Regions from separate parts of the Mus musculus genome. Here all the other regions are linked to region 4. Evidence: chromatin contacts called from public HiChIP or PLAC-seq data. All regions are on one chromosome and are shown on one strand. Each heading gives the region's core, a stretch centred on a gene start, on an enhancer-like site or on the middle of the called end of the contact. The rest is flanking DNA. Distances are from core to core; before and after follow the strand shown. Region 1 has its middle 42 kb from the start of Camk1g. Region 2 has its middle 16 kb from the start of Camk1g. Region 3 has its middle 28 kb from the start of Gm31753. Region 4 has its middle 210 kb from the start of Gm31870.

Region 1 (7,004 bases), core at 3,697-6,196, 460 kb before region 4:
GCAGCAATGTGTCCCCCTCATCTTCCCCCCTACCCCTGGTCTTCATTCATCAGCTGGTGGTGCAGTGTGGTGAGGTTGTGAGACTTTAGGAGGCTGGCTCTGGCTGAAGGAAGTGGGCTTCTGGGTACAGCCTCAAGAGTTGTAACAGAGCCCTGGTTCAGCCTGAGCTCTTTCTGCTCTTTGATCCCCAGAATATGAAGGTTTTGAGCACCAAATACCCACTTGTGAGGCTGAGGGCTAGTTCACCCAGTGTGCTTTTCCTGTGGTAATGGACCATATTGTGCCCTAAAGTTAATCCTCTCTCCTTTAAGTTGTTTCAGTTAGGTGATTGTTGAAGCAATGAGGAGTAAGGAACACCTCTGACTCCCTTCTCTCCTGAGGCCTCTGGGGTAAGAGGAAAGTCTTTCTTTTGGAGAGGGGTTGGAATGGGTTGTCTGGGGCCCTCCTTGCCACTGTGAGTAAGAGTTGTGCTTAGCAAAGGGTCCAGGAGTACTGACATCTGCTAAAGAGAGACACAGGAACTGGAAATTAGGCGTGTTGCCTCAATTGGGTGGAAGGAGTCCAATTGCAAACGCAAGCTGCCAGGGTGGTTGATGTATGAAGTCGAGGCAGCAGGGCCCAGGTCAGTTTCTTGGAGCCCACAGGTGCTGGCTAAGAATGGGAGTTGCTTTGGAGCCGACCTGGGCTTGAAATGAAGACACTGCCCTGTGCAGTGTTGGTCAGAGGCCAGTGGCAGAGTGAATGAGATGGGCTAGGTCTAAAGACAGACATTGACCTGTGGGGAAGGCAGCTTGCTCCCTTGGAGGGGGCCTGAGAAGAGGAACGGCAATGCTCAAGAGTGTGTTAATGACCTAGGAGCTCTAGGAGCTTCTCAGAATCCTCTTAAGACTGTCAGGATTGTCTGTGGCCCAGGCCTCAAGGTCGCAGCTTCTCTAGAGAGTTGGTGGACACAGTAGGAACAGCTTGGCTCAGGAGCAGGTCTGACCTCCTGCTTGACCTGGCCACTGGCGACCATCTCAAACTTGGGAGACTTCCCACTCATGCCCTTGTCTGTAACATGGAAGCATTGACTATTATGGACACGTCCCTCTGGGTGCTAGAGACGGCATGATTCAGCCCACAGGGCAGACTGAGAAGCCAGACCGCAGGGAGATAAATCCTTGTTTTTCCTTGGCCCATTCTGCCCAGTTGTGTAGGTGTGGACCCAGGGCTGTCTCCTCCAGGGACATCAGTCACACTGGCTCAGCAACAGAAGTGTTCAAATCCATCTTGTGGCTTTGAGTATTTGTTTCTCAGAGTATTGATTTTCATTATAAAAAAATTAGAAAATCAAAAAAGAAGTGATTTATAAGGTCGGCAGCTGTGATTTGGCATCTGTTTTCTAGCTACACGGCACCGTGCTCTACTGGACTGTTCTGTACGGTTCTCCCTCGGCTATACACTTGAACTCTCTCCTTTTTGATAAATACAGATCGACTTCATCATCTTTAATGGCTTCATGATAATCTCATCGAGTGAACATAACATAAATTATTTAACAATTCCCTACTCGTTTGAACTTTAAATTTCTCTCTCTTTTTGTTTTTCTGTTACAGGCAGGGCTGTGATGGCTTCTAACCCAGATCTTTCCCCATGTACTTAATTATATCCTCGAATATGAAGATTTTTATGGCTTCTAATGTGTATCACCCCATTACTCTCTAGAAGACTTATTCTTCCTTATTCCTATGTCTGCCGCCTCTGCCAATGCCAGGCATTAGAATTCTTTTAAATCTTTGCCGTAAGAAAAAGTAACTGTAGTCACATTTATTTTATTACTGCTCAAATTGAACGTTGCCATCTGCATTTCTTCTCTCGTGGCTCAGTTTTTGGTCTCACTTTGTCATTTTACTCCCATGGTGTAGATATTAGTTTCTTACTGTCTCTATAACAGATTGACTAAAAGCGGTGTGATTTTAAACAGCAGAGATGTATTTTCTCCTGGTTCTGGAAGCCAGTCTGAAATTAAGGTATAGGCAGAGCCATGCTCCCTTTGAAGCTGCTGAAGGCAACTCTGTCTCTCTTCTTCCTAGCTTCAGAGGGGCCCACCTTCTCTGTGTGACCCCGCATTCTATCTCCATGTGGCTACATTCCCCATTGTCTGAGTATCTGTGTAAGGACAGAAATCCCTTTGCTGAGCAAGCATTTTAGCAAAGTCATTCCAAGTAAGGCCTCAGTTGCAGGTCCAGTGTGCTTGGACTTTAGTGTCTTCCCTAGGGACACGATCCAGCCCTCACTCACCAGTGCTGATGTTTCTTACCAGTTACTGATCACCGTGCTCATCTCATTTCTGATCCTTTGGTTCATACGTGCTGCTCTGTGGGACCAGAAAAGTCCATGGAAAACAGGGCAGTGATGTGAGCCTTGAGCATGTGGGCCTCATGGCCCCTGTACTGTCCTTTGTTCTGGAGAAAATGAAGAGTGAGGGGATGAGGAGAGAAAGGGAGGCTGTGGGCTGAGGGCTGCTGACCTCTTTCCCAGTAGATCTGAGGGTCAGTTTGGAAGGGGTATGACTAACAGAGTCAGAAAGGCTGAGACCACAAGGACCATGGATAACTCAGAGCCAGGTAAATGGAGGTCAGTGGGGAGATGCTTGGAGATAAAACAGTTGTCTAGCATGCATGAGGTCCTGGGCTTAGTCTCTAGGACTGAAAAATGAAAAGGTTAAATGGACGATCTTTTAGTTATGAAGGAGGGTTCTAAGCCCATTGGAATGTTCTGAGTTTATATGAGGCTATTTTGAGTAGTCATTTCTTTCCCTTCCCTTCCCTTCCCTTCCCTTCCCTTCCCTTCCCTTCCCTTCCCTTCCCTTCCCTCCTTCCTTCTTTCCTTTCTTCCCTCCCTCCCTCCTTCCTTCCTTTCTTCCATTCTCCCTTCTTTTCTTTCTGACCAAGTCTCATGGAGCCCAGGCTGGCCTTAAACTTAGTAGGTAGCTGAGGATGACCTTGAACTCCTGATTCGCCCGCCTCTGTGATTATTGGCATGGCCAGCATGCCTGGTTTTATGTAGTGTTGGGGGACTGAACCATGCATGCCAGATGAGCACTCTGTTGACCAAGCCCTCTTATTCGTCTCTTAAAATCATCTGGGGTACCAGGCACTACAATGAACATTTGGTCCAGAGCTTAAAGGTCCTTTGCCCAGCGATGATGTGTGCTCACAGTAAAGATTAGAACTCATATATACTAGGAAGACCACTCAGACCCCTTGGCCCCTCTCTGCAAGTTTCCTTTTTAGATATAAATTTCCAGGTGAGTTGTCTGAGCAGTGGTCTGGTGGAAGTTTCCTTTGGGGCTCAAACCTAGAGCCTCTCCTTCTGCACCCATGCCTGGAGGAGCAGCTGTGCAGAATCAGGAATGCCAGGGCAAGGCTCTAGGGGCCTGGAAAAGAGGGAAGATTTATCCAAGGAGGCCCATGGAGGGGTAGACTAGGACAGGACAGGGGTAGTCAGACCCCAATGCTCCCCCAGCGGCAAGAAGCGCTCAGGAAGGCTCAACCTACACCTTTCACCAGGTTGGCAAGTGACTGCAGGGACAGCAGTGAATTGGGGCAAAGTATCCCACACCCACAGCCAGCGGTTCAGGATGGGAATGCTGGCTTTAGTACAAGCACCCCCTGAAGCTGAATGCTCGCCACCATGAAAATGCTGACAGAGAATGCTTGCCACCATGTAAATGCTGACAGAGAATGCTTGCCACCATGAAAATGCTGAAGGAGAAAACAAGAGTTGTGGAGAAAAGAAAAGCCTGAGTTCAGAGGCCAGATCTGCAGTTTCCTAGCTGGGCAGTACTTTTACTCTGCTTAGATTTTTAATTTCTATTTTGTAAAAGTGAGATGATATTCTTGTTCTGTGAAGTGTTAGAGATAGTATATCGTGTGAGAAGCTTATGTCTGACACAGGGCAGGTGCCAAGTATGAGTCTCTTTCTTTCTTACGTAGTTTTTATTCAACTTGTTATGATTCTAACAATACACAGAGTGACTTTTCCTGGTAGGTTCTTCCATCCTGATAGTCAAAACTTTGTAATTCCAATCTTCACAGATACTCCCCTTAGATAAGCTTCTGAACCGTCGCTTCTGCTTACACCTAAGCAGAAATTAACATCTCTCTCACATCTCTCAGCAGATCTGGGGGATTTGGGGCGGTCAGATGTAATGGGGGAATGTGGAAGAGAGAGCCCAGCTCACCTCTGGCAGACAGTGGGATCAACTTCCTGCAAGAGCCTGTGGAAGCCACTGAGCAGGTGCAGCAAGCAGTCAGGTCCTCTTTAGGAAATGTTGGTCTTATAGACCTCCTGACTGCTTGTCTCGATACATAGTGACATCAGCATCCTGGAAGCCTGCCTCTGACACCCCACCCTGTGTGTGTGTGTGTGTGTGTGTGTGTGTGTGTGTGTGTGTGTGTGAGAGAGAGAGAGAGAGAGAGAGAGAGAGAGAGAGAGATGATCTGCTACATACATATGAAGAATAAGAGGGTCATCTCATTGGGGAGCAGTTCAGCTTCCTAAAGTAGACAGATACTGAAAGAATCAATATGAAGGGGGGCTGTCATAAAGAGGCTCCAGGGGCAGAAAGGGCAGGATCAGGGAAGCCAGAGGTCAAGGTTCACAGCCCCAGGTAGTAGCCTTGACATGACCCCTACAGGTGTTTCATAGAGCAGGTGTAGCCTGCTGGGAACAGCTGGGTGGTGAGTCCTAGGACTCTAGGTAATTCCTCATGGTACTGGGTACTTCAGTGCCAGGAACCAAGCTCTGCTCCCAGGAGCACCGAACCCTCAAAACCCAACCTTTGAAGGACTAGCCATCTTCATCACAGGGGGAATGAGATATCACAATGACTCCCTAGACCTTCTTTCTAGGGGATTTATATATCCAGAGACAAAGACTCTGAATCATGCATGTGGGTAGAGACTGTGCGGTTCCATTCTGAGACCGTGCTGTTCCACGGCATTCAGTGTATGATTCATTTGACCCAGAGAATAAAACCTGGGTGAATAATAATAAAATATAAGCCCCCAAGGGTTTGGAATCATTGCCTGACCATAAATTAGCACCCATAATGAAAGTGAAAATTTACCCTGAATTTGGGACAGTCTGGGTCCCCACCCCCCAATTGAGTTTAAATGTTTTCCATAAATCCCAACTATTTTAGGGCTGTAAAGATGATTAACCACCTGAAATGTAGCCCTCTGGGACATAAGAAAAAAATACCAAGCCATTTCTTAAACAAAGTCCATGAGTAAGGGCTAAGTTATGGTATTTCTGAAGGGTGAGGCTGTGCCTTCCCAACTAAGGTCAGAAGGAAACGGACAGAAAGGAAATCAATTGGAAAATGACTCTCATGCTTGAATCATTATTTTCTTCTTCCACCAGGAACCTGATATTGGTTTTTATAAGTGATAGTGAAGTGATTAAAAATGGACTAAAATCTTGAAACAGAGTCCAGGGAAAGTAGCCAGAACGAGAAGGCCATTGGTCCTTCATCATCCTGCCTCGTGGGTGTCCCCTTCCTCAAGTCTTTAATCCATCTTTTGAATGACTCAAGAGTTAGTGATCTATGATGCTAAAATATTTATATGGTGATCTGTCTTTTGAAGAGAGTTTGTGCCTAGCTCTGCAAACAGTCTGCCAGCCCTTCCCGAAAATGCCGAGCCAAGCCATGGTGCCCAGAGTCCTGAGTGTTCTTCCCACCAGCCATAAATAGATATTTTACAGCTTGTTATCCTTAGTCATAAACTAGTGATGAGGTAAAGTCAATAGTAATGGCTGTCAGATCCTACTGCTTGATGTGTGAGGTGGGTGAGTTATGGTGAGCTAGTTAGAAAGTGGGCACAGGCATCTTAAGGATTGGCTTTATCAATCCCCCTTCCTTGAGAGATTAACTTACTTAAAGTTCTAGTTTAATAAGCTCAGACTTTAATCCTTGTTTCTTTCATCTTTTGAGTGCCCAAAGGTGATAGGAAGGATAACTGGGAAGTTTAAATGAACTCTGAAGGTGGCCTGCTGTTACCAGCAGGGATTCTATCATCTTTCCGGGTGTGCTTGTTGAGTGAGCTGGGTTTACTTGACATATTGGAGATGTGACAATTACAGACGTGACAGGACTGCAGGTGCTATGGGGTTAAGAAGTGTTAGCCAGCACCTCACTTTTGCAGCCTCTGGTTCTGCAGAGTTGAGTCAGTGAGTCTCCACAGCTGGAGTCTCCACAGCTTGGAAAGTAAGGAATTTTTCAATTTCCCAGTGCCTAAGGTTAAATGCATATCTAGGACCAGCTCTGAGGAAGACTGGTCCCAGAACTCAGGACTGGAGAAGAGCAGGTCCCCCAAACTCAGGACAGGACAGGTCCCAGAGCTTTGAAGCATGGAAAAACCCCTGTGGTGTCAGAGTTGAGTCCTCTCTGAAGCTTAGAGAATTACCCCATAATAGCAGGGTCCTCTCTGAAAGCCTGGATAAGCCTGGTGGTGGCAGGGTCCTTTCTGAAGCCTGGAGAAGTCCCTGTGTGGTATTGGGTGAAGGAGCAGCTAAGAATTCAGCGATCACTCTCTAAGAACAGGTCTTTCTTCAGATCTCATCTTCTTCTCTCTGATTTTGAGTTTAGCTATGCTTCCCCCTGAGATATTCCCCGTATCTCCTTAATTTGGTGGTCCACTGCTTGGGGGCTCCCTGAGAGTGGACAGTCTTGGATCATGGCTGATTCCTGTTGCCAGATCCTAAATACCTGTAGTTACATATTACCTTTGTTCTTAGCTCAGTCCTTTCTCCCTCCCCTTCCCCATCACCAGCTTTTCCTGCAGCTACTTTGGCACAGTTCATGGCTGGGATCAGGAACCCCAATCTCACCTTAGAGGGAATATACCCCATACTTCCTCCACACCCAGGCCAGTGTTCTGAACCCCTGTTTACTCCAGTGCAAGGTCTTCAGCCCCCTTCCCCATCCCCTTTCTGCCTCTCTGATTCATCAAGGAAAG
Region 2 (6,762 bases), core at 1,847-4,346, 480 kb before region 4:
ACAGGTCCTCTCCCCACATTTATGTTTCCCAATTCCACTTTTCAGTTTAAAAAAATATATTATTGTTGGGTGGGCTTGAGCCACTGATGAGATAGTTTTTACTTGCATTTTCTTTGCAGTTACAGAAGGCTGCCACTGTGGGGCAGGGTACTCCCCGCTTGTGTCTTTGTCTTTCTCTGTGTCTGTATATTCTTTCTCTCCCCCCACCCGTCTGTGAGTGTGAACATGAGAAAGTGTGTGTGCACGTGTGTGAGAGAGTGTATGGGAACATGTGAGAGAGACGGGGTGGGAGACAGAGACAGAGAGAGAGAGAGAGAGAGAGAGAGAGAGAGAGAAAGAGAGGAGGGGTTCACCCTTATGTCTCCTCTCCAGGCAGAGTGAAAGAGAGGTTAGATTTGGGGGAGGATGCCCAGTTTGCAGCGTATCCCCAGGTAGAATCCCCAGGGAAGGGAAAGAGAAAAGGGGGGAGGAAAGGGAGAATGAGAAGGCTCCAGGGCCATCATTTACAGGTGACCTGTGTGACCAGGGAGGCAACTCCTTGGGAAAATTCAAGAAATGTTTTGTGCTCTCTACTTATTGTCTGGTAAATTGCTAGGAATATTATACTTTTGTGGAGAAGGTGACCAGACAATACCTGGAGGGGTCTTCAGCCATTGTTAGGGCGTCAGCAAGACTGTCTCATATGAACTGGATCTCCCTTTAAACAATGACCTGAGTGCAGACACCTTCTCTGTGGAACTGTTCATAATTGCAATATTTGGGTTTATCTAGAAGGTAGACCTGCCTCCTTTGAAAAATTAGAAGTAATTTCACAGGAATGGAACTGGGCAGTGGCCAAAATCATGGTGCTCTCTAGTGCCAGAGGCTGGGTTACAACCCTGTCTCTCTCACTCACTGACTCTGTGATCCAAGCAAGCGACATCTGTGCTGTGCCTTGGTTTCCTCACTTATAAAAGGGTCACCAAGACGGCTCAGCAGAGAAAGGTGCTTGCAGTGCAAACTTGGCAATCCCTGAGACCCGTGTAGAGGTAGAAGGAGAGGACTGATCCCCTAAAGTCCTCTGACTGCCACACGTGACCTTTCCTACCATATACTCAATAGCGATCATGAAATTAAAATGGAGCTGTAAATGGCACTTACCATACAAGGTTGTTTTGAAAGTTAAAACAATACTGAGCACTATTATTAGAAAAGAATAAGCAATAGCTGTCACCTGTAAACATCACCATCATCATCATCACCACCACCACCATCATCACCATCAGAAAATCATCATCATCACCTTAATCATCGCCCTCATCATCTTAACCATCATCATCACTACCATGACTCTCACCATGATCACCATCACGACCACCATCACTACCATTATCATCGACATGAGGCTATGAATCTTTGTGAGAAAACAGATATGAAGAAGTGTGGTGAACAGCCTGTGTCCACCACTGTCCACTTCATCCCTCCCATCAGCACTGAGGGCTCCCACCTGGAGGGTGGACAGTATTGTGCTCATCACTGTGGGCAGGGGATTGCGGTTTGGTGTGACTTCTGCTGGAGACATTAAATATCCCCATAGGATTGGTCACAGGATAGCTAGAAGCCGCCACTGTGAGGAGCCCGACATCTGTTGGCTCGGATTCTCTGGTGTCTGTGTGGAGCAGAGTTACACTGCTGAGGTCGAGTCAGAAGTCAAATTTTCTACAAATACCTCACAAGTTTTTGATCCATCTCAAGTTTGAGAGTGAAAGAGACAGACAGATTGGCAGGGAGTCCTCTTGTCTCAGGTGCCCTATTAAGAGACCTGCATGCACGCAGGCCGGTACTGTTTAAAGCCCGGTGTTCTTCTATACTTCTTCCCATTGGTAAAGAGATTCAGTATCAGTTTACTTGGAATATTTGGCAACCATTTCCTGAAATTGAACATACCACCTGGACATCTGATCAGTAACCGTTAAAGGATGAATCATGTAGCCGGGAAAGACAGTTCAGTGAGTAAGAGTGCTCGACGTGCAAATGTGAGTTCCTGATTTCAGATCCCAGCACCAAGGGGAAGAGCTGAACAAGGCCACCTGTGTGCCTCTAACCCTATGCTGGGGGATGGGGTGGCAGAGACAGGAGGATTACAGGGGTTCACTGGCCACTGGCCTAGTTAACAAACAAAAGCTACAAAACCCATACCCAATACCACATCTTCCTCTGGCCTTAGTGTGAGTATGGGTAGGTACACTCATCCTTGCAACACACACACAGATGCACAGGCTCACATACGCATGCACACACACACACACATGCAGATGTGCATGCTCACATGCACACACACATGCATACACACATGCAGATGCGCATGCTCACATACACACAATGCAGATGCGCATGCTCACATACACATGCATACACACACAGAGATGCACATTCTCACATACACATGCATACACACACATGCAGATGTGCATGCTCACACACACATGCACACACACAGAGATGCACATTCTCATATACACACGCATACACACACATGCAGATGCACATGCTCATATACATACATACACACACGCAGATGCACACGCTCACACACATGCATACACACAGAGATGCACATTTTCACATGCACATGCATACACACACGCAGATGCACACGCTCACATATGCATGCATACACACATGCATACATACACACATGCTGATGCACATGTTCACATACACGTGCATACACACACAGATGCGCATGCCCACATTCACACACATGCAGATGCACATGCCCACATGCACATGCATACACACACACAGAGGGAGAAATGTTTCTAGTTGCTGATGTGTCTGAGTCATTGGCTCATTGCATACTAGTTCACTCCTTGCTTTATCATTGGTCTTAACCCCAAGTCTTAACCCCTGTTTCACCAAGGCAGCTTGGAGCTTTGCTCCACACATATCCCTAGGTCTGTGTTTCCCCAGCAGAGACTCAGCAAACAGCTATTAGAAGACAATGAAGCAGCAAAGACACTGGCTGGCCTGGCACGTTGTCTGGGCTCTGCTGGTCCCAGATGGCGCTCTTTACAGTGTCTGTAAAGTCCTAGGAAATCTGAACAGATTGCTACAACAAAGTGGGGCAAAGGGGAGACAAAGGACAAGGCTGAGAGGAAACAAGTTAACTCAAGCCCTTTGCTGGGCAGAGCGGCTTCAGAGACATGACAACCTGTGGTCAGTAGAGGGCAGTGTTGCCTCAGCGACTATTTTAATAACCACTTGGCCAGGCTCCAGCTGGCTCTCCAGAGCTTTGGCAGGATTGCTGGAATGGACAGAGGCCAGCCGGTCTGTCCATTTGAACAAAAGCAATAAAGAAGATAGACACCTGTGTACTTACCGTCTACATCCCATATTTCCTGTATAAAGCTTTGGCTTTTCTGTCTATCCTTCCTGCTGCTGGGGAGCCCACCCACCTTGGTGGCCACAGCAAGCGATGGGATCTTTGTTTAGTAAAGTATCTCTTTCTTTCTGCACTGTTTTGATTTTAGCTTCTGAGAAAGGGTTTAACTAGATAGCCAAGGCTGTCCTGGAACTTGTGACCCTTCAGGGTCTCCCTGGAGTGCTGGGATTGATTGCAGGGTGCCTCACTGTACCTGGCAGCATCTTTCTGGATGCCCATTATATTCTTGCTGTGAAGATGTGTCCTCCAAGCTTCTGCCTCACTGGCCCTTTCCTTCCTGGCCTCTCCATCTCCCATGTACCTCCCTCTCTGCTCTGCCTCCATATCTGCATGAGAGTGGGTGGTCTGGCTTGTGGGACCAGGTACAAAGCAATAAGGAGAGAGAAGATATGTCCTGTAGGAGCTTCCCATCTCAGGGGGACAAACTCACAGTAGCAGCACCCAGAGGAGCAGAATGGAAGAGTCTCTGCCACACTATGACCAGAGGATGAAGGCAGCTTGGCACAAGGCTCTGCTATTCTCCAGGATTTCCTTAGAGCTTTCTAGAAAACATCTCCTGCACATATCCAAACATCCTGCAAGTATTTCCAAGAGCCATTTCTTTGGTTGTCCTATTTGAGGTTCCTCAGCCCCTCCAAGATGTCTCAGTGATGCCAGACATGGTCCTCCACTTGGGAGGCAAACATCTAAGGCTCTGGGACTTGGTGATGAGCTCTGCAAACACTTGGTTTAACCAGATGCAGGGTGCCCCCTTCCAGGAAGGAGGCCATTTTCTACCACTAGGTTTCTAGAAGCCAGCATGTAGATATGGAAGCAGAGAGGACTGCCACTAGCCAGGCTATGTTGGCATTAGGAGATTAATGAGGCTGCTTCGATGAGGAATGTCTCTTCAGCCAACTGCTGGCAATTAGTCAGAGCTGAGCCTGCTGTGTTCCAGTCTGTCAGCTGGGTCCTGGAGAGAAACACCTCAACAATGGGCTGGCTCAGAAGGAAGGGGACCGGAGCTCAACCCTTACCTCAAGGTAGCAGTATGGGTCTGCACTGACCTTGAACTAAGCCTTCTCAGAACTACCAACCTGACACTGTTTGGAGGAACATCAGATGCTGTCTTTCTGACCTCCCTGCCTTTTCTTGGGGCCACAGTAGGGCTTTTAGAAGATCTCTGTGTTCATGGATCACTTTGAGACTTTGCTCCCAGACCTCCCAGAAGATTGACTATTGGCACTGCTAGACCAGGGACCACTTTGAATAGCAAGGATCTTAGTAGGGAGAGAGGAGGGAGGGAGGAAGAGAAAAAGAGGAATAGAGAGAAAGAGAAAAGGTAGACATATTGTATGTTTTATAAGTGTATTTACATATGTGTGTGTATATGAGTATGTGTGTGTATATATATGAGTGAATGTGTATGTATATATGTGTGAGTGTGTATGAGTGTATGTATGAGTATGTGTGTTTGTGTATGAGTGAGTATGTGTGAGTGTGTGTGAATGTGTGTGTGTGTGCTGGTCCTTCTTTCTCTGTAGAATAGGAATTTCCATTCTTCCTTCTCTGTCTATGAAGTGATGATAAGGACAGGATAGTTAGCACTAGTGTGTGTGTGTGTGTGTGTGTGTGTGTGTGTGTGTAGTCAGGGGTGGGGGTGGACATCATAGAACCTGGGCCTGGGACAGCTTCCTGAATCGCAGGCTATCATGAGGATGGTCCAAAGTGTCCTGAGGGGCAGCGCTGGAGAATCCCCATTTCAGGAAGGCCATGGGGCCTGGTGCTTGCAGCGTTCCCTCCCTGCCACTGAGCTGAGCCCTCATTGGCTCCTTCCCATACTTGCTCTCCTCGAAAGCCTGTCCCTGCTTCCAATCCTCCTTCTGTTACTCCTGCACCTGGTGTGACATGTGGTCATGTTTCTCAAAGTGGAAACTGAGACATCCCTAGCACTGTGCAGGTGATTTGGAACAAGGACATTGGGCTTTTTCTGCACATCTGTCTACAGGCAGAGTCCTGGTCCTCAGTCTGGGTTAGACTGCTGCTCTGAGACAGTCAGCCAGGGTCAACGTGCTGTTTAGCATCCAGATGTTTAGAAATGTCCAGACGGAGTATTTAATGTTTGTGGTTGTTTGTCTGTGTGCACGTGGACACCCGTTAGTGAAAACAAACAGATGGATAAAGAAAGCCTGCATGAGTTATTGAGCATATTGTCTTTATCACACACGGACAGACTTTCTTTTGTTCTTTCCTTCTTCCTGTTGGCATTATTGTGATGATATGCTCTGTAGAGTTGACATAAGCCAGCACTGGCCACACTGTCTGCCCACTCTCCTCAGAGGCTCTTCCGTGGAAACAGTAACTCAGCATAGCTTTCTGGAGCCACAACGTCGGTCATGGTGAACAGAGTCCCAGTCCTCCTCACAGGTCCATCCCCACGCCTACCTACTCACCTACCCACCCTCCCCTCTTCTTTTTACCCCTCCTCTTCTCTCCCTCTCTCCCCTCCTGGGGCCACAGCAGATGCACATTCAGGCACAGATGCAGCAGAAAGCATCTTTTCACAACCCATGCACCCTGTACTGTGGTGGCCCCCTGGTCTTCACCTGTTCTGGCTTAGTTCCCTGGGTGAGTCGGGTGGATACCTGGCTGTAAAGTTGCAGCTGTATGGACCCTGTTTTGTGTGCTTTCCCCTGGACCCTCTCTGGATAATCTCACCTTCCTTCCTGGCTTTATATTCCCCTCACTTCCTTCCCAGGGTGGGAGCGGTGCCTCCTGGGCTCTCTAGTAAAGGCCATTCCGACAAGCAGATCTCCTTCTCAGACTGAAGTGTGAGGCTGGGCAAGGGGAGCTTTGCATGCAGAAATTTGTGGGTGTCTTTTCCTAATCTTCTGAAACTCTAAATGAGTTTCAGAGTCTCCCCATGGCCTGAGAGATCAGCCATACTCATATGAAGTGAAGTGGCCTACCTCTTCTCTCAGTAAGTCCTTCCTTGTATCCCACCCCAGATGGCAGTGGATGGTCAGGGAAGCAGGCTGTTGGTTTAGCTCCTTTGCAGCCATTCTCCCTCCTGGTGGGAGACAGCAGCCTTGAGAAGGGAAGGGCTGTGGCTTTTGGAGCTTAATTAAACGTATTTACAAAGTCTAGGCCCAGTTAGCCAGGGAGGGACAATGAGACAGAAGCCAGCACTGTACTGTAAGATTAATAAACCAATTAAATAAAGACTGTGGTGGCTTGGTGGCCCCACGGGGGCAGGAGGCAGCGTTGACAGCTGCTCCTTTCTGATGATTGCCACACATTTCAGAGGCCCAGACAGCCTGGGCTTTCCTCATTCTGGGAAAGAATACCCCAGGCTCTTG
Region 3 (6,142 bases), core at 276-2,775, 420 kb before region 4:
TGCCTATCATTTCATCTTTCTCAGCCTCCATTTTCACACCTATAAGGTGGGGTGGGTGGCCTCCTGGTAGACCCCAGTGTAACCTCTTACACCATAGAATAAAGAGGTTACAGAATAAAGACTATCAAAGGTGGCTCTGAGGTTAAGAGCAGTAGCTGCTCTCCCAGAGGCCCAAAGTTTAGTTCCCAGCATCCACAATGAGTGACTTAAAGCTGTTTATAACTCCAACTTTACCCGTTGCCTTTGGCCTCCTCAGATACCTGTGATTACATGTACACACACACACACACACACACACACACACACACATGGACGGATGACAGAGGTCATCCTGGGTGTGATTCTTCAAGAGCCCTACATTGGTTTTTTTTGAGACAAGGTCTCTCACTGAACCTGGTACTCACAAATAAGGCTAAGCTAGCTGTCCAGTGAGCCCTAGGGATCCTCTTGTTGCCCCACCCCAGTGCTGGGACCATAGGCCCACCATAATTGTTGGTCTACCTCAGTGCTGGGACCATAGGCCCACCACAACTGTTGGCCCAACCCAGTGCTGGGACCATAGCCCATCATAAGTCCTGTACTGTTTAGTTTTGTCAACTTACACAAACCTAGTCATATCTGGGGAGAGGAACTGCAACTGAGAAAACACCTCCATTGAATTGGCCTATGGGTACATCTGTAGAGCATTTTCCTGATTAATGATTGATGTGGGAAGGCCCAGCCCACTGTGGGTGGTACCATCCCTAGGCAGGTGGTTCTGGACTGTATAAGAAAGGTAAGATAACTGTGGGCCTAAGAACAGCCGCTAAGCAGCACTCCCACATAGTTCCTGCCCCTGCTCCTGCTTGAGTTCCTGCCCTGACTTCCTTCAATAATAGTCTGAGGTAAGGATGTATAAGCCAAACAAACCCCTTCCCCCAGGCTACTTTGGGCCGTGGTGGTTATCACAGCAATAGAAGGCAGACTAGGATAATGTTCAACTTTTACCTGGGTGTGAGACCAAACCCAGGCCTTCATGCTTGTGTGACTTTATTGATTTTTACATGCTTTATTGGCAGTCCTGACTGAACAGCCCTTTAATGTCTTAATTTCCTCACTGCTGAGAGGAGGGACCTTGAGCATGTTGACATTTTCAGGTTGGTCCTGCAGAACAATACACGGAATCAGAATTGCTGCTTGGTAAGATGTAGATCCCCAGCGCTCCCTACTCCAGTCAGAGTCTCTGGCAGGGAAGGAACTCCAGTCTGTGCTGTAATGGCTTCCTGGGACTATGCCAGTGCCTTCCTTATCTAGCATTGTGCTGTCAAGTGGCTCTCCAGACAGACTGAAGTGCCAGTTAGCTGGTCAGTGGAGATGGCTGCCAGTGCCTGGGGTAGGAGTTGGGAGTCCTGGGATGATGATGGAAGAGTTTGTGGGATTCCATCAGGCCAGTGAGGTTGAAAGTTGGGCTTCCTTAGTCATGACAGGAGATACAAATCTGCCGGAAAAATCCATTTCCTCTTATGTCCACAAGGGGTCAGTAAAACATCAGGTCTGTCTTTGTTTAAATTTCAGAACAAAAGAATTTTGGCAATGCAGGACAGGCCAGATAAGCCTTATTTATGGCTAGCTTCCCAGCTTCTGAGCGCCTCTAAGAATCACTCTTTTCGGAGGGAAGTGCATTAGCCCACAGGCCTGAAAACTTACTTTCAACCTTTTCTAAAATAACTGTCCTGGGGGCTCCGGAAGTCACTTTAAGATAGAGAAAATTCCGAGCCTTGTATTTCCTGAGGGTGTCTCTTTAGAGTCGTTCAGGATGGCTGGGCAGCTGCTGGAGGGCCTGTAGCAGAGTTGTTAGGCAGAATAGTTGGGCAGCCACCTGAGGACCTAGGGCAGGATTACTAGCCCAGTTTTGGAGGCTCTAAGAGGCTACAATACCTCACTGAAGATGCAAAGTATTGGAACTGAGTCAGACACCATCTGCTACCTCTTTGTCCAGGGCCATCTTCATAAAACCCTGGTTGTCTTTTATTATCACCTTGTCTGAGTTCAGAAGTTTTTTGTTTTTTTGGTTTTTTCTTTCTTTTTTTTTTCTCTTGCTCAGTTTTCCTTCATTTAGAAGCACAGCCACAGGGTGAACATGGAAGGGCCTGATGTACCATTCCCTTCCTGGGCTTTTGTGCCTCCCTGACATAAGATCTGAGAGCTATCCACAGTGACTGATGCACCCCAGGTGATCGCCTAGGGGCGTAGAGCTTTGAAGGTCCTTCCTCCTGTCCCCACGCCCTCCTTCCCTCCTGTATGCTGGTGGCTAAGGACAGATGAGCTACAAATCTGTAAAGTGCCAGGTCACAGAATTCTGTAAGCGCCAGACACTTGACTCCAAGAGCTCGTAACGATCAACACTGGTAAACTCATCAATTAATTAATCAGCTTGTTTGCCAGACCTCACAAGAGGAACTCTGACACACTGGGCATTTTCCTGGGCATGGGTGTTTCATAGCCGAATATGATGTGGGCTTTGCTACGAAGGAAATATGTTTCAAGCAGAGTTTCAAGCAGAGAATGTCAAAGATAAAATCAATGGCCCTGGTGCACCATGGAGAGGGTTGTAGTGGGAAGATAAAGGAACATGACATGAAGCCTCTCCCACCTGGTGGGGGAAGAGCTGACAAATGACATTTCCTAAGCATCCATGAGAGAATCCATGTGGGGTTAGTGAGGGGTGGTTTGAAAGACAAAGTTAGGAAACCTCTCTGTACATACACCTGGGCCACATTCCCTCACAGAGCCCCTGTAGCTAAGCAACGTGGTGGCCCACCCCTATTCGACAGGATGATGTGTGTGTGTGTGTGTGTGTGTGTGTGTGTGTGTGTGTGTGCAGGCTCCTTGAGAAGGACTGAATGAAGCAAGCCTTCCTGCTCCCTCGGTCTCTGACTGCTTGTCTCTGCCCCAAGGGTCCTGGAGGTTGGGAGTGAGTCCTGAACATCAGTTCCCTGGCATCCACTCAGAGCCCAGCTTGCTAGGATTCTGGAAGACCAGGTCTAGATGGGTGCAGGTCTCTTTGGCAGAACGTGTGCTGGGAGATGACTTACAGTTTCTTATACCAGGAAAACTCCTTCCTTTTTCTCTTTTTTTTCTTACTGGGAAGCAATTTATCTAGATTTTCCCAAGCCCATTCTAGAATTAAAATGGAAACTCTAGAGTCCTTAGGATGCCCTCCCTCTGGGCCAGCTGGGTGGCTAAGGTATTCTTTGGTTCTTCCCCTCTTTAACATGTTTCTGGTACACACTGCATCTGTCGTTTCTCTTTGCTGGGAGCAGAGGTGGTTTTGATTAGGATGAGGGCAAAGCTTTGCTCCATAGGCCTGCTTTGCAGTACCCAACTCTATTACACTCTTCTTTGGGGAATTTCTGCTCACACCCCCTGTGGCTTTGAGCTCTCTGTAGTGGATGATTCATCCTGGTATAAGAACCATTGAAATCTCTCTCCCCCTTCTTCCTCCCCTCCTGCTCCCCTCCCCCCACCCATCATGATTTCTGCAGACACACTGACTACCCTCTGCCTGATAAGGGCTGCCTTAACACAGCCTCACAGCTTGGTGGCTTAAATAAGAATATAGTCTCTCACGGCTGGTGTCTAAATCAAGGCATCCATGAGGCACCTCCCAGAGCCTCTGGTGAAATACCAACTCTGCTGCTGCCATCAAGGCCTTCCCCCTGGCCATCTCTTCTTTCTATATGGACAACTGCCAGAAAAAAAGATGGTTTTTCTAACTTACTCTAACATGACCTCGCCTTAGCTGATCTCATCAGCAATGACCCAGTTTCCACACAAGGCCATGTTCTTTCTGAGGTATCTGACTTTGATGCCAACGTTGGGGACCACTCATAACAAGCAGCATCCTTTTTTTTTTCTCCTGGAGTTTAGAACCCAGAGCTTTGCACTGCTTTGAGTAGAGGATGGTTGCATACTCTGTTCCTGAGTCCTCTGACCACTTACTGGTCTTTTAAGAAAGCTCTTTTTCTTATCTCTTAACAAGTTATTTAAATATCTCTGTTCTTGTTTGCTTTCTCGGATTTAATCATTTTAATTTATTTTTCCATGCCTCACCCCTTTCAAAATCCTGGGAACCTCACCCACCCTGCCTCTGGTCAGGAAGTCTTTTCTCCGAAGCTCCCAGGGCTTGGCCAACCTTTATTTCAGCCTTGCCTGGGAGTCTCTCACCACCTTTCCATGCTCTGCCCTGGAGATCTGTGCAAGGGCTGGGAGGGGAGGGGTGTGGTGAGGAGGCAGGGTCTCCACCTAAAGTGTTACTAAATACTTGAAATCTATCTCCACAGAAATCTGTTTGATTTCTTCATCTTGGGTTTCCCTTACAAGATTTCACACGGGAAAGGACTTCCATTAAAGGGTAAAAAGACTGAGTTAGAATTTGGACACCTCTGTCCCCCACCAGGCTGGACATTTACACTGGCAAGGAGGTCACCCTGGAGAGTTTCCATTGAGAATCTGATCAAATAGTCGTTTCAACTTGGCCTGAGAGCTTTGTGGTCACTCAGTCATCCCTTCAACACTTGGGAACTGTAGATGGAGAGAAACTTCCAGATTACACAGGTAATTCATGAAGCAAAAAGACAGTAAGCAGGTTAACAAAAAAAGTAACATCAATTATTTGCCTGGAACATCCCATGCCTGAAAGCACCACAGGAGAAAAAGAACATGCAGAAAGATTTGAAGGTTCTGTGGTTTTGTGAAACATGGCATCACTGTATAGATATCTATATCAACCTTGAAGTCAGTTTCAGCCTCCTGAATGCTGAGATTATAGGTATGTGCTACCATTTCTGGCTTATATAACACCTTAACCAGGTAGGGAATGGGGATATAGGCCCTCATAGGCGATAACAATGATTTTTATGAAAGATGAATAAGCCCTAAGAATGAATGAAGCAATATAGCAGGTATGCCTAGTTTCTTCCAGGCCCCCATCTTGTAGGTTTGTGAAACAGGGGCTCATGTAGCTCATGCTTTGTGGTGAATGAAGATGACATTGAACTGCCTCTGCCTCTCAAGTGTTGGAATGCTGGCACGCATCACCATGACCCATTTATGGTACTGGAGATTGAACCCAGTGTCTTGGGCATTCAAGGCAGGTACCACCTAAGCCACATCCCACATTCTATCTTGTAATGTGTGGACACCTCCCTGTTGGTGGAACTCTAAGGACAGGACTGATGGCAGTTGAGTCCCTTTTGGAAGATCTGCCACCAGGCAGATGAATGAGTTCAGAGATAGTCTCTCCCTGTCCTGGCTGTTTTCCATGTCTTAGGCTCAAAATAACTACTCTGCTAAAGTGTCTTGGGGGAGACTTCCATGAGTGCTTACACAGGTCTGCTTTGGGGTAGAATGTTCTGGTTTTCAATACGAGCTCGTGGAATTTGCTCCAAACACCCTTCTTCTTGAAAGCTACGTGGATGCCTGTCATGGAAAGTCAATACACATGGTGGATCTTGACCCCACCCTGGCTCCCCTTTCCTGTGGCTATTGATGAAGACTGAGAGAACATTTTTGGTCCTGATCCAAGCCAGACTCAAGATGAAGATGAGCAGCCTTTTGCCCAAACTTCACAAGGATTGTTGGCAGTGTTCCTAGAGGTTTAGAGCTTTCCCATGGGGAAGGCAGAGTTTGGGCTAGCAGCCAAGAGAAGACAGGCTTCCTCTTGCTTTTCTGTCTGTCATTCCTAACCCTCCTAGAAATTTTATCCTCTGGCTGCTCTACCCACCCATCCTGTTCTTTCTTATTGTCCAACATTTAGCGCAAGTGTTCTTTCCTTTGTGGCATGTCATTCAAGAGCTCACACCAGCTTAACTCTTCCCTGCTCCCACAGCCTTTGACATTCATATATGAGTGAGTCTCATGTTCTTTTGTATATAGCCTGCCTCATTCCAAGGAGATCTCTGGCAGCTATGGCTCTGGTATCCCAAGAGTTCTACAGTACAGTTCCCATACCCATCATGATACCAATGCATAGTAAGTATCATTTTTAGAACAAGGGAATGTACGCAGCTTGATAGAAATGTTTATATTTTAAGCCAGTATGCTTCAACACTGGATATCACATCACCCAGGAATGGTGCTTAAGCATTCTGATTCTGTGGGT
Region 4 (6,460 bases), core at 3,806-6,305:
ACCCAGGGGTCTTCTTTGACCAGCGGGGATCTTTACACAGAATCCTCAATTCTTATAAACATTGCTCTATGGAGCCCTGAGCTGGTTCCCTCCTGGGAACATTTCCCGTCTTCTTTGCCTATCCAGGAAATCCCAAGGCCTTTGATGAAAGCAGGTTCTCTGATGCCCCAGGTCCTTTTACATCCATTCCAACCTTCTAGACCTACACAAGAGCTCCGAAGCCCTCAGTATCGTGGGGCATAGTTTCCCTTTGGGTACTAACAGCTCTTACAATTCCATTTGTGTCTGTTGGTATCTAGCTTCAGTCAAACAACAGCATCTAAAATGCAGTGAATTGAAAGAAATGCAGCAGATTCCTGCTTAGAATCTCACCTGCAGGAAAAAAATGACTGAGATGTCTTTGGAAATGAAAGGACCAAAATATTAGATAATTTTCCAGTTCCTCCCCCCTTTAAGAGACAATAAGGCCTAAGGTTATGGCGACATGTAAGAGATCCTAGGTTCAACTCTCAGTAGTACAGAGAGAAAGAGAACTTAAAGGGATCCTGATAGTAAATAGAATCAACAAGCTCGTAATTCTCTTTCTTCCTCCCTTCTTCTCTCTCTTTTTCCTCTCGCTGCTCTCCTCCTTCTTCCTTCTCTACTGACATTACTTCTTCAGTGATGTCACAAGATTTACAACAATCTTAAAACCAGCATCACAGAAAAAAACCACTGAGGCAAGTTGGGAATAATTACTTCAGTGATATAAGATGGTTGGCATTTTCTAAACAGAGCCAATCTTTGTAGAAAAAAAAAGTACATCTTCAGTGACCTGTGGGAATAAGATGTTCTCGCCAAGTGTGATCTGACTTAGGTTTGGAGTGCCATTTCCAGAGGATGGAAGAGGTTCATACTCTGGTTTGGCTGAGTACCTAAAGTCTGAGCTCTGAGCCACGAGGACATTCTTTGATGTTCTTTAGTAATTGTCTGAGGAGTCTTTCATATTTCAATATGGTCAGGCATGTATTATTGAGTAGCTTCCATACACCAGGCGTTCCCTCATACTGAATATGTCATATGGGCATATGATGATGTTCTCTACCATTATTGAGCTCACAATTCAGCTGGTGAAAAAATATTAAGTATAATTAATAATTGTTCTTCGGAAACACTAAATGGTGGATGACAACAGTGCAGTGGGAGAACCCGGAGGATAGGGAGTGGGGATGGGAGGTTGGGGGAGGGGGCAGGAATAGGGGGCTGCTGCAGCTTCCTTGGAGGATTCAGCATTGGTCTTAGGGCCCTGTGGTCAGTCGTGGTTGAGACTGTGACCCTGGTCAAGACTGTGGCCCTGGTTGAGGGTGTGTGGCTTGTGGAGGTAAAGCTAAAGACAAGGAGTGGATGCCTTTCACCAAGCAGGGGTGCCTGGTTAAGGACATGAAGATCAAGTCCTTGAATGAGATCTACCTATTCTCCCTGCCCATTAAGGAATTTTAGGTTATTGATTTTTTTTCCCTTGGGCACATCCCTAAATGATGAGGTTCTGAAGATCATGCCGGTAAGGAAGCAGACTTGGGCTGGCCAGGGGACCAGGTTCAAGGCTTTGGTCACTATTAGTGACTACGATGATCACACTGGTCTTGGTGTTAAGTACTCTACGGAGGTACCCATGCCATCTGAGGAGCCACAATCTTGGCCAAGCTTTCCATCATCTCTGTGCAGAGAGGCTACTGGGGAACATGATTGGCAAGCCCCACGCTGTCCCATGCAAGGGCACAGATCGCAGTGGCTCTGTGCTGGAACTTCTCAGTCTCATCCTTGCCCCACAGGCACTGGCATTGTCTCTGCCTCTGTACTGAAGAAGCTACTAATGATCCCCAGTATAGATGACTGCTACACTTCAGCCAGGGGATACACAGCTACCCTGGGCAACTTTGCCAAGGCCACCTTTGATGTCATCTCCAAAACCTACAGCTACCTGACCCCTAACCTCTGAAAAGAGACTGTTCACCAATGCTCCTTATCAGGAATTCATTGATTATCCTGTGAAAACCCACACCAGAGACTGTTCAGAAGACCCAGGATCCAGCTGTTATTACCACATAAGGGTTTTTATACAAGAAAAATAAAGTGAACTAAGTGTTTAAAATAAAGTATAATTAATAAAGCACGACTCTAACCTGTATGAAGAGGTATGAATCTGGAGAGTGAAAATGTGTTATAGTGATTACCTAGGAAAGGGCTTCTTGGTGCATGTTTGGCACTGTGGCTGTCTTAGAAGCAACTAAAGGGGATTGGCTGGTAGCTGCACCAAGATTTGCAAATGCACACTGGTTTCTAAGCAACAGTACTCAGGCTTCTCTTTCCTGGCCATTGTAGGACACAAGAGTGGGGATTGTTATCTTGTGTACCTAGTTAGAGACTTTATGGTAGAGCAACAGAGGCTGTTAGATAATGTGTTATTATTCATAACAGTTGGGGGTTTCAAAGTAATTTAGTGAGACTGGGAAACCTTGAAGACAAAGAGGTCCTCCAATAGTCTGGACACACTGTCAGAAAGAAGAGCAAGAGGACGATGGTGGGCAGCAAAAGCTGGTCCATACATTACGACAAGGGGCTACCCAATGTTTAGACACCCGTTCATTTAGCCTTGTTGGTACACTGCACACAGGTATGTTATTCTGAATGTGAGTTTACGAAAATAGTAAGAAAATCAACGTCTGCAGGAGGGATAGTGGGCCTGGAGAGGGCTCCTGCAGACTCCCAAGGGCTGACTAGTATCAAATGGAAATGTTTTTTCAACAAAATCTCAGTAACTGAATTTTCATTAAAAAATTAATTCATCTCCAAGTGTTCCTAAATAGTACCATCCATTGACAAAAGTGCTTTGAGGACTGGATAATACCCTTTTGGGGCTATGAGCCACATGTTACAGTATCAGCTCAGGTCTGTCAGAGGCATGGGAAAGGGAGCAGGGCTTGCCTTTGCTACTGTGGTCTTTTAGTGCCTTAGAGCACCTGGGACCTCTGTCTCCAATATGTATGGGCACATGGGTACCCAAGGACCTCACCTCTAACCAGTCAGGCCCTACGCACCCAGCCACATTTCTATTGTCTGAAGTCTTATGAGATATCAGTTTAATGAAAGAGTGTCCACAGAATTAATCACCTCCCCCTTTTGGAGGAAAGTCATCCCAGTACTTGATTTCTTTCCAACTTAATCACACACCCCAATACACCCAGACTTCTGTGAGTCAGACTGAGCTTTCTCATGGTTTCCAGCCTTTTCTTTAAAGCAGCTATCAAGTAGCAGTTATTTTCCCCCCGGTCTGGCATCTCAGAGTGGTTTTACCAAACATGTAGTTAATTAACCCTAATTAATTGGAATTTCAAATGCTTTCCAAGTCTGTGGCGGTGTGAAGCTGTCCTCTCTCGCCAATACAAAGATTCAGTGGAAAGTCCTGTATTACCATTAGGAACATAACATTCTTAAAGCAAGTTCTCATAAAGGGTATGAAATTGTTCAAAGGGAAAATCAGAAGAAATTGTCTCTATCAAGTGGTACAAAGCAATTTAGAGAATGTTACTTTGTCAAGCCAGCTTTGAGCTAAGTTATCCTTTGTAAGATTTCTTTTTTTTTCTTTGAGCATCTATTTTTTTCTAACACTGCCCAACCCCCAATTCTTGTAATAAAATCAATATTTTCTGGAAGAACAGAGACGAGAGCCTTTAGAGGACTCCACCTCCTGTTTGCTGCAAAAACATTAATAAATGTCACTAGCAAAGTTGGGTACCAAGGGAAACAGGATGACCTCATGAATATATTTTCTAAAGAGCTTAAAATGTCCATCTTGTATATTATTCGTTCCTTAAAGAGTCTAAGAGCTATTGATCCCTTCAACTGCTGCAAAAAGCAATTTAAATGCACCAAAGGCTCTATATATGGATGGACAGAGCAGAGCCAGATCAGAGTGGCTTTATAATGCCTATTTCTCCATGTGCAGAGCTAGGCTGCAGAAAAGGTGCCCCTTGGTAGGGTAAATGCTATCACTAGGTCTATTACAGCAAAATAATGGAGAATTAGAACTACCTTTGCCTAAAGTGGTAGCAGTTTATAGACCTGCAAAGATTCGTCTGCTGATAAAAAGTGATTTAAAGAAATTAATTGACGATCATTGCATGGCTATTTCCTGGTTCCTAAAGTGGCAGACATCAAACACCACTAGCAGTGTGTGCACTGATATGCACTCTGTGTCTTCCAGACTTGCACATAGTACAGTAACATGAGTAAGAAGCCACAGACAGAGACCCAGGTATCACAGAAGGTTAGACAACATGCCCTTTAACCACGCTGCTCTATTTGTCACTGTGTATTATATTGGGTTACATACAAGTATATAATAGATTTTGAGCATATCTTGACATAGCCCATTACTCTCCCTTACCCCTTTATCTTCCGTTAGTCTACTTTACTGCTCTAGAAAATTTAGATGATGTATAGTTACCACTGTGGAAGACCTGCTGGATCACCTGTTTCACCTGCTTAGTATTTTCCTCAGCAAGCAAAGTGTCCTTTCCTTGACTCCAAGGGCAGCAGGAAGAAGGAAGACTAGTGTTTCCTAATGCGAGTAGCATGTTTTTCAAAGTTAGGCAACTGCTCATCTTACTTCACAGCCTTTGGGGCAGAGCAATTTTGTCCTTTAGGAATTTTTTTTTTTTTTATTTATTATATGTAAGTACACTGTAGCTGTCTTCAGACACTCCAGAAGAGGGTGTCAGATCTTGTTACGGATGGTTGTGAGCCACCATGTGGTTGCTGGGATTTGAACTTCGGACCTTCGGAAGAGCAGTCGGGTACTCTTACCCACTGAGCCATTTCACCAGCCCCCGTCCTTTAGGAATTTTAAGGTGCTTTGAAGCAATCCTTCTGACTTAATTGCTATCATTAGAGAACCAAAAAATCATTTTATTAGCTCTTGGCTATTCCTATTCTTTTGTTTATATTGACACATCTCAACAGTGACACGCATGGAGGCCTGAATTCCCAAGTGCCCCGTGATATGATGAGTCAGACATATTTCATACCAAAGCAGGAGCAACACAGGGCAAAGAGTATAAAACCAGGTCAGGGAGACCAGCTGGCAACAGTGGAGTAAACTTGGCTAAGATGTTGTCTTTTCTGTGGTTTGGATCAGATTTCACTCTTCCCAAACTTGTATGTGTTGGGAACTTGTTTCCCTGCAAGGCAGTGCTAAAGGGATGGGAGTATCTTTAAGAAGTAGGATCTAGTGGGAAGCCTTTAGGTCATTGTGAAGGCTGTCTTCAGGATACACTGTAGACACTCTTTACCTTTCTGGGGTTTTTTTTTTTTTGTTTGTTTGTTTTGTTTTGTTTTGTTTTGTTTTTTTCCATGCCTTGAGGTCACGCTAAACTAATTTTGACATCATGCCTGAGCATTTAAAACTGGGAGCTAAGTCAAGTAAATCGCAAGACTTGGGGAGTGTGTGTGTGTGTGTGTGTAATCAGAAAAAGACTAATTCAGATATCAGGAAGTTTCAAGTTTTGGGGTATCCTAATAAAATGGTGGCAGCTGTGAATAGGAAATCTTTCTTTAAAAGATAGGATAATCACAAACAAATATCCCCAAATATCACTGGGAATAGTTTCCCGCTGGTTCTGTGTGACTTACTTGTGTTCACAAAACATCTTTGATCTTGTCTCACTCAGCCTCTTATTCCAAATTTCCTCCCTAAATCTTGTTACTTCTCCTTTCCCAATCTCCAGTCTGGGTGTGAAAATTCTTGGTGTGCTAATAATCTCTTCAGCACCTTTTCAGCATACATTTTACCGACAGGTGTGATACCCGTTTCTGCAAACATTAACAGAAGTGAGTCGATGACCATTATATTTTACTCCCCCAAACCTGTATTTGTTGTATTTTTAAAATGCATTCTGAGCTAGTAGCCAAATGATTTGCTCTATACTCGGGGGTCAGCCTCTGTCAAATGTTAGATTCTTTCTCCCTGACCTTGCTATGCTGCCCTCCATATTCGCTACAGCTTTGACAGATTCCAAATAGCAGCTCCATACCCCTCACAGGTAAGAAAGGCAGGCTGGGCAAAGATCAGGCAGTTTACAAAAGTTCAATGTAGGCAGAAGAGAATGCTTTCCTTCTGGATAAGAGCTTCCAGTTTTTGTCTTTGTGTTTAGTATGCTCATAGACTTCTCCAGTCTATGAAGACTTTATTCCACAACTGATCAAGTAAGGCAGCAAACTCTACCCACAATCCACAGGCCCTGCCTGCAACCCAGCAAAAATAAAACCAGCACACGTGTTACTCTGTCATAGTGTTCTAAAGTCATTGACCTCAGCAGGGCTGGGGTCGTCAAGTATTCTAATTTACTACAATTTATTAATTCATGAGATCATTTTTGAATGCAGAAAGATCTTGCCTAGGTCACATGAGTCCCATAGGGTA

The links. HiChIP or PLAC-seq counts read pairs in DNA pulled down with a chosen protein or histone mark.
Region 1: a contact with region 4 is called in a FOXA1 HiChIP or PLAC-seq map of pancreatic cancer cells. The contact joins two enhancer-like sites. A contact is called at or near these places in 2 of 115 datasets of contacts at active chromatin or transcription factors (embryonic fibroblasts and pancreatic cancer cells).
Region 2: a FOXA1 HiChIP or PLAC-seq map of pancreatic cancer cells shows a contact between it and region 4. The contact joins two enhancer-like sites. A contact is called at or near these places in 2 of 39 promoter capture datasets (embryonic stem cells and stem cell-derived epiblast-like cells), 1 of 15 datasets of contacts at CTCF or cohesin (the NIH/3T3 cell line), 4 of 484 Hi-C or Micro-C datasets (adipose-derived mesenchymal stem cells, embryonic stem cells, muscle stem cells and 1 more) and 1 of 115 datasets of contacts at active chromatin or transcription factors (pancreatic cancer cells).
Region 3: a FOXA1 HiChIP or PLAC-seq map of pancreatic cancer cells shows a contact between it and region 4. The contact joins two enhancer-like sites. A contact is called at or near these places in 1 of 15 datasets of contacts at CTCF or cohesin (the NIH/3T3 cell line), 2 of 484 Hi-C or Micro-C datasets (cortical neurons and myocytes) and 1 of 115 datasets of contacts at active chromatin or transcription factors (pancreatic cancer cells).

The regions. Positions count from the first base shown.
Region 1 is chr1:193,408,580-193,415,583 of GRCm38.p6, forward strand. No RefSeq gene overlaps it. Among named protein-coding and RNA genes, the nearest start is that of Camk1g, 42 kb to the left of the region's middle. Within about 2 kb of position 4,947, at least 33 of the 459 cell types and tissues checked have an H3K27ac peak or open chromatin away from gene starts, as enhancers often do. A contact at or near this core is called in pancreatic cancer cells, where this site is marked.
Region 2 is chr1:193,383,110-193,389,871 of GRCm38.p6, forward strand. No RefSeq gene overlaps it. Among named protein-coding and RNA genes, the nearest start is that of Camk1g, 16 kb to the left of the region's middle. Within about 2 kb of position 3,097, at least 29 of the 459 cell types and tissues checked have an H3K27ac peak or open chromatin away from gene starts, as enhancers often do. A contact at or near this core is called in pancreatic cancer cells, where this site is marked.
Region 3 is chr1:193,448,211-193,454,352 of GRCm38.p6, forward strand. No RefSeq gene overlaps it. Among named protein-coding and RNA genes, the nearest start is that of Gm31753, 28 kb to the right of the region's middle. RefSeq lists an enhancer at 1,119-1,975. Within about 2 kb of position 1,526, at least 113 of the 459 cell types and tissues checked have an H3K27ac peak or open chromatin away from gene starts, as enhancers often do. A contact at or near this core is called in pancreatic cancer cells, where this site is marked.
Region 4 is chr1:193,865,851-193,872,310 of GRCm38.p6, forward strand. It overlaps the pseudogene Gm21362. Among named protein-coding and RNA genes, the nearest start is that of Gm31870, 210 kb to the left of the region's middle. Within about 2 kb of position 5,056, at least 27 of the 459 cell types and tissues checked have an H3K27ac peak or open chromatin away from gene starts, as enhancers often do. A contact at or near this core is called in pancreatic cancer cells, where this site is marked.